2 separate regions of the Drosophila melanogaster genome follow, and region 1 is linked to region 2. A link is a contact called in public Hi-C data. All regions are on one chromosome and are shown on one strand. Each heading gives the region's core, a stretch centred on a gene start, on an enhancer-like site or on the middle of the called end of the contact. The rest is flanking DNA. Distances are from core to core; before and after follow the strand shown.

Region 1 (3,317 bases), core at 349-2,848, 1.0 Mb before region 2:
AAAACAAAGCAGAGCAAAACACAACGAAATTGGTACGACAAAGATTGGCGGGGACAGAAGAGGGAAGAAGAACGACCCCGACCGAGTTCTAGAAAATCTCAGAAAGTAACAAAACAGCACAGGAAACGCATTTACACAAGGCGTTCGGGTTGCGATGGCGAATCGATTGGAGATGGCCCAAATCGCTGTTGATAAAAGAAGGATCGTTGTCAATTGTATCTGAATTGTAAATCAGAAAATCTTCAAAGCAGCTGGTAATCTACAGTGATCACTGGGCGAATGCGAATAAAAGTGAATTAGATCAGACTTGTAAGTCTTTAGGTAAACCCAAGAAGATTACTTTCGACTGCTCCAAACAATACAGTAACGAGCTAGAAAAACAAGGAAAAAAACATAAAATTATAATTGTTCAACCCTTCTGTTTGTTTAGGGTACAGTTGTACCTATTTATAAACAGTAAATTCTCGAGTTTTCAAAAAGGTTGCCCGAGCTGGTGTTTACGATAAAGTATAAAGTGTAAACTAGTGCAAAAACTAGTGCAATTTTATGATTAATTTAAACAATCTTCTTTTCTGTTGCTAGCAGCATGCTTTTGCATTTTTTAATCAAATAAATATCTGGCCGGGGTCCTTTCTAATTCCCGCTTCCGAGTAATCACTGCACACAATCAGTTCGACGCAAAATATAAAGCCCGGCGACAGCTTTTTTAATCAGTAAGCGTAGTTTTTTATTTCTTAGCTCTGCTGGCGACGCAAATCGAGCGTGAAACAAGACACATGGAGTAAATAGCATTCGATATGTTATGTTTCGTCTTTCCGTTCTGCTCGTATCCATATCCACATGCTTGTACGCCAAACCCCAAATACTGGACCCAGAGACACAACACAGATAGGAACAAATTTGAAACACGTTTTTAGATTTTGGTTTCGGTTTTGTTTTCGCCTCTTGTGTTTTTGCTTTCGGCGTAAATAAAACAGGCACTCACTAACTCACTCGAACCGGCAGTTCGTATATTAATGAGAAGCCCCAAGCGTGGTTTGCACGTCGATCAGTCTGTCAGTCTACAGTGATTAAGTTTAAAGAACATTGCCGTAATAATTTTGGTTTAAAATACACACAGAAACAAGAAAACAAACTCGTGTTTTATTCTTCCGCATCGCAGCGGCAACAGCAACAACAAATGCAATAACAATAACGATATCCACAACAATACCCATGAACACAGTCGCTGCCGACGCGAATCGAATGTTGTTGGGGAATTGTTTGAACAGTTGTGTCGCGATAAATAGGCTCGACTTTCGGACTTTTTGGCCGGGGGAAGGTCGTCGCGCATTGGAGTTGAAGGAAGTGTGCACACCTCTAGGCTTCAGAGGTTGATAAACCATTTCATCATTATCAGATTATTGTTTGCTCTTGCAAATACAGTGGTTATTGACCAGGGGAATATACAGAATAGTATTCCGCAGAAAGAGAATATGAAAGCAAAGTTAAGGTCGAGGGGATATGTACAAGCGAATTTGTAGTATTGCACAAACTGAAAAAATATCTTAGATTTTCTACATTTTTCACTCTTATTTTATTTATGTCTTTGGCGAGCATCAACATTACACTTTTACACCAACTGCTGGCCGTGACTGTGGAGAGCAGACTGTGGCGCAGAGCTAAATAAGAAATGAGATAATAATAACAAAAGCGTAGAAACGTAGAAGTTAATGCAAGCAAATAACAACAATGCGCGCGGACGTCGAAAAGAACAAACACACATACACAAACACGCTCATAAACAAACGCCAAAGGAGGCGAAGACCAGGAGGGGGAAAAGGCAAGAATAAAATGTTTTGTTGCATTGCAACAAACAGCAACAGCAACAATGCAAGTGATGCGCCGCCAGAAAGAGATAGATGCACGAGCAAGAGGAAGCGCAGCAGGAAAAAGGCAGCACCAACACACTGTCACTCACTCACACAGGCATACATACAGTCACGTACGCGATTCTAAACAAGTTGATGAACTCTACGGCATCGGTGGAAGAAGAAGAATGAGCAGCAAAACTAAACAATTTGTTTCTGGTGCTTTTGTTCGCTTGTATACTGAGTTAACATTTATTTGCTGCAGATATGTATATCTTGTAGCATACGTACATAGGCTAGGTATGTGTATGTTTCTGTTGCACTTAGATTTACTTAATATTCCACTAGTATTAATACTTTATATTGCTTCTTTTCGCACAGTTCACACGCACGCACACACACTAGCAGCAGCAGTAGTAGTGTATTCTCTCTGAACGCGACGGGAAGTGAACGCGAACAAGCGCCAAACTGTTGTTTATCCGGCGAGTGTTAAGAACTGAATGAGAATGAACCAGCATGGCGAAGAAGAATTTTACAAGACGCGGAACGAGGAACGGAAACGAACGGGAACGGAACGAACGAACCAAGCCGACAAAAGCGGCCAGCCGAAAAAACTCACTCAACCAGTTTTAGCCAGCGGGAGAGCGAGAGAGACAAAGAACCAGCGAACGGGACCGAGAGAGAGCGGGAAATCTAGTTTCTGCAGAACGCCACGGGGAATGGATTGGCAATTGGAACGGGTGTTTGTATGCATGTACATACCTACATACATGCGGCGATGAGACTGACCTCTGACAACCTCCTACACTCGCACACGTACATATGTATGCGGCATATGTACTCGAACAGAACATAAATTGCGCGAGGGAGCAGTGCACTCCAAGTATTCCGGGCTCTGTATGTACATATGCGAGTGGGAGTGAGCTGCACTTACAAAGAGAGCGGCAAAGGAGACGGCGGCGATGAAGTCGGAGAAGAAGAAGCACGAACGAAGAACGAAGCGCAGCAGAAGAGCCCGAAAAAGGGCTACAAAGAGCGGAAGCAGTGGAAACCGCGCCACTGGTCGTGGGGTAACTTGTACTATCTAGCCATTTTTTGGGGGCTAAGCCCCATGCATAGAACCAGTGCAGTGAGTCAAAAGATTATCATCCGCGTTTATTTTCGGGTTTGTTTCGCAATAAACGATTATTTGTATTCGCATAAACTCTGATTTCGCACAAGTGTCATCAATTGAATGGGAACCAGAACTGGAAATGATTACAGGTCTCGTTTTTTTTTTTAATATGGGCTTCCAAAATTTTCATTCTTTTGAGTTTCGGAACATTTTGTTTTCCAATGAATTTTGGAATTTGTATAATTAAAAATCAGAAAGGAAGCTAGTTTCAGCTAGACGAAACCATTGTTTATATTTAAAAAATCACTGGCGTATGCCGAATTAGAATGCATTATATTATCACTTTTTTGATA
Region 2 (3,353 bases), core at 333-2,832:
CCCCATACGCCCCGTTGACCGCAATTCGTGTTGCTGTTGCTTTTGCTGCTTTGTTGTGACAATTTCTGCGTAATACATAATACCAACAGTGGGACAGCCAGCTAAGCCATGGCTCAAATGTTGTTGGCCAAGTTAGCTGAGAAGGTTACAAAAACTCATTTCGAGTGCCGGGCTACAAATGGTTTTTTAATAACGGGCCTTGACGAAGGGGCGCGGCCCATGTACGAAAATTATTCACTTACAGATAATAAGATTGGATTTGAATTGTTTGCACTTTTGCACATGGAAAAAATCCCAGTACAAATTGGCAATTCTTGTACAAGTTCATAATTGCTACCCAACCTTTTTTCGCTGTTTATTTGAATATTCACTTCTTGAGTTGTAGACCTATGATACCCCTACATTATTTCAAGTTGTCCGAATGAGCGGGCTTCACAATTTTAAATTAATCTAAATTTGTCATTAATCCATTCATTCGGTTTACGCAAATCTTGTTTCGTATTTATATATTGTCTTTGACTATTTTTAGACACAACGTTTTGCCTACAAATCTGTTATAAATGCAAATAAAATTCACTTTTCTGCTTCACATTTGAATACATTCATATGTATGTATCTCCTCTTGAGTTCTGCAAGTTTTCTCCTACATTTCTGGGCAGTGAATCCCCCGTTCATTAGCAGTCCCTTATTAGCCATTCAAACCACTGCGCGTTGTTGGCTTTCTTTCGCCCATCGCCATCCGTCTCTGGCCGGCAACATTTATCAACATTTTTACCCCGAACAAGTTATGTATTAGATCATTATCCGCATTTGGATTTCTGACGAAATTTCGCATTGTCTGCAGCGGCGCAGAAAAACTTCAGCTGCCACCGCCGGTTGGCTCCGCGTGGCAACTGGCAACTGGCGCGCAGCGGCAGCAGCAGCGGCGGAGTGAAAGAAAAACAAAAGTAAAAAGGTAAAGAGGGAAAGTTCAGCTCGACGAGCCCTCCAAATACTCGGTAGGCAGAAATGCACGGGGCTGTGTGTAGTTTACTCGGGATTCGGTCCCTAGGACAGCCTGCTGCTACTCATTGTCTGGGTGACTCATGGAACGCCTTGTCCTACCTACGGATACCCTCGAGGTGCACTGAGCGAAAAGCCTTCGTTTTGGGTATTAGGATATCACATTAAAGCCATGCTTATCTTATTCCATTTTTATTAACTTGACAGAAGTAAATTTAGGGTTTGTTTGTTCACGTTTATCCTTTCTTATTGATATAATATATGGAATTTTCTCAGTGTAGTCGTCCATGCGGATCCAGTCCCTCTTGCCTGACCCGAGTTCAGTATCTCAGTATCTGCCGTTTCAGTTTTGTATTTCCATTGAAAAATTTTGTTAGCTGGCTGCCGTCTCATGCGGGTCTCTTGGAATCTGAAGTTGAATCTTGAGTTCAAGTCACTCTTTTTGTATTTCATCATAGTCGTAAATACACAGCAAACAGCAAAAGTTGACGGAGTCGCTGAGTCTTTCGATCGGGGGAAAAATGATAATAATTATCTGCGGTTAATGCGAACGATCGTGTCAAACGTTAGACAGAATGTATTGATTACTCACTCACTCACTCACCTGATCCAATCGTACGATTTGAATGCGATAAATTGCCTGTGGCACGTGCGGCATGGAGTCGTGCATGAAAAGTGAGAAGAAAAAAAGTATCTATGTATCTATAAGTGTGCAAATTACCGTTAGGCGGCCAACGGTGCATACAAATCGAATCGCTGGGGCCATTATGATCCATCGAACACCCTATAATTTCGACGCCAGTGGCGGCCGCACTCATACATATCGTTTTCCGGCTAAAACACTTAATTTATAATTTCTCGATTCTCGTTAAAAAGCTGCAATTTTTGACTGTTTACCGCTTGCGGGTCGCATTTCCGGGAAGCAACTTGAATATTTTCCCTTCCATTTTTGGGAAAAGTGGTGAGAATATATGCACTGTTAATTGCTTGAATTGTTCAACAAGGTTTCCCATTTCTGTGTTTGATTAGGCGCAAACATATGACGCGACTGTACGTACAAATGTATGCACATACATACATATGGATACTCACAGGCGACTCGTTAGGTGATTAACACAAGGGAATTCCACGGAAATCGTTCAGGGTTGATATCAGTCGCTAAGGTCGAACAACGTTCGATAAGTTTGAAGTGATAGACGCTCGTCTGCAATCATTGTTCCAGCGAATTTCCCCATTTGCGGCCCACCCAAATCAAGTCGTATTATATGGGCGAGGGAATTCTGCCAAACTCCCCACTACAATTGCCGCAGGATTCCCGGAATTGATAATCATTGTTTCCGCCCAAGTCCTGGCCGTAGTGTACGTACATACGTACACACATACTCGTTGATTACATTTTGCGGCCTTGTTTTTGGTAATTTTCAATTCATCGCCGCCATAAACAATCTTGACTAAGTTCACATAAACATCGCAATCTTAATCGTTAGCGCGAATACTGAGTTTATGGTCAAAATAAGGCGTATTTTATGGGCGAGTGCGTGCTTGGCAGCCTTTAAATATCGAACAGATAAGGGGAACTTGGAATAATAAAATATGTCCGATTTCTAATTAAGGCAATCTCGCATTTCCCTGAATTCGCAATTGATTGTTGCGCAGAATATTATCTTCTTCTGGGTCATTAAAATATGGATTCCTAAACCGCCTGTACTATGTATGTAGCATTTGAATTCAAAGAATCTAAACATAAGTTCAAGCCAGTTGTTAAGGTATCTATCAAAAGTATCTATATACTGATTAAATGTACTCAGTGTAAAAACCCAGGAAGTTACTGGATTCATTATTACCTCACAACCATGACAGTTCATTATCGATCAATCAGAGGGCCTTATTGGCCAATCGGTGATCCAATTATTTCGCCATTGAGGGAAAAGCCACCTGCAGCAAAAAAAGAAACAGCGGTGACATACTCATACTCATCGCCGTGTTTCCGACTCCGGGTAACTACCAAGAATTCCTACCACTAACAGATGAGTCAGTACATAGTCTAACCAATGCTTTGTACGTGTACCTTGGCCATCATGCCGTATATGGTTCAAGTTGGAAGCTCGATGACGCATCCTGGTGATGCGGGTGCGATAAGGACTTGTCAGTGCGATTTCACTTGCCCGCCAGAACACCCAGTTCCCAGAGAGACGTAATGACGTGCACACGAATTATGTAGAATTTAGCTGTGAATAATATAGAATGTTCCATGAATGGAGGAGGTACTTTGTGGGCGCCGTTCAAATGGAGATAAGTAGGGCAGCTTGACCCGCAAGTCAGTCAAATGCGATTGGAATCAAGGATGGAGG

The links. A called contact is a pair of places that touch in the nucleus more often than the background predicts.
Region 1: a contact with region 2 is called in a Hi-C map of the Kc167 cell line, with 2.8 times the contacts expected there. The contact joins the promoter of lncRNA:CR44977 here to the promoter of lncRNA:CR44478 in region 2. A contact is called at or near these places in 5 of 107 Hi-C or Micro-C datasets (the Kc167 cell line, the S2 cell line, cellular blastoderm embryo and 1 more).

Annotation. Positions count from the first base shown.
Region 1 is chr2L:19,157,580-19,160,896 of dm6, reverse strand. lncRNA:CR44977 (long non-coding RNA:CR44977) reads left to right here and starts at 1,598. Exons shown (of 2, transcript NR_124379.1): 1 at 1,598-2,150; 2 at 2,232-3,029. All of the region lies in intron 2 of brat (brain tumor), which reads right to left.
Region 2 is chr2L:18,143,327-18,146,679 of dm6, reverse strand. lncRNA:CR44478 (long non-coding RNA:CR44478) reads right to left here and starts at 1,582. Exons shown (of 1, transcript NR_124351.1): 1 at 1,181-1,582. All of the region lies in intron 1 of Socs36E (Suppressor of cytokine signaling at 36E), which reads left to right.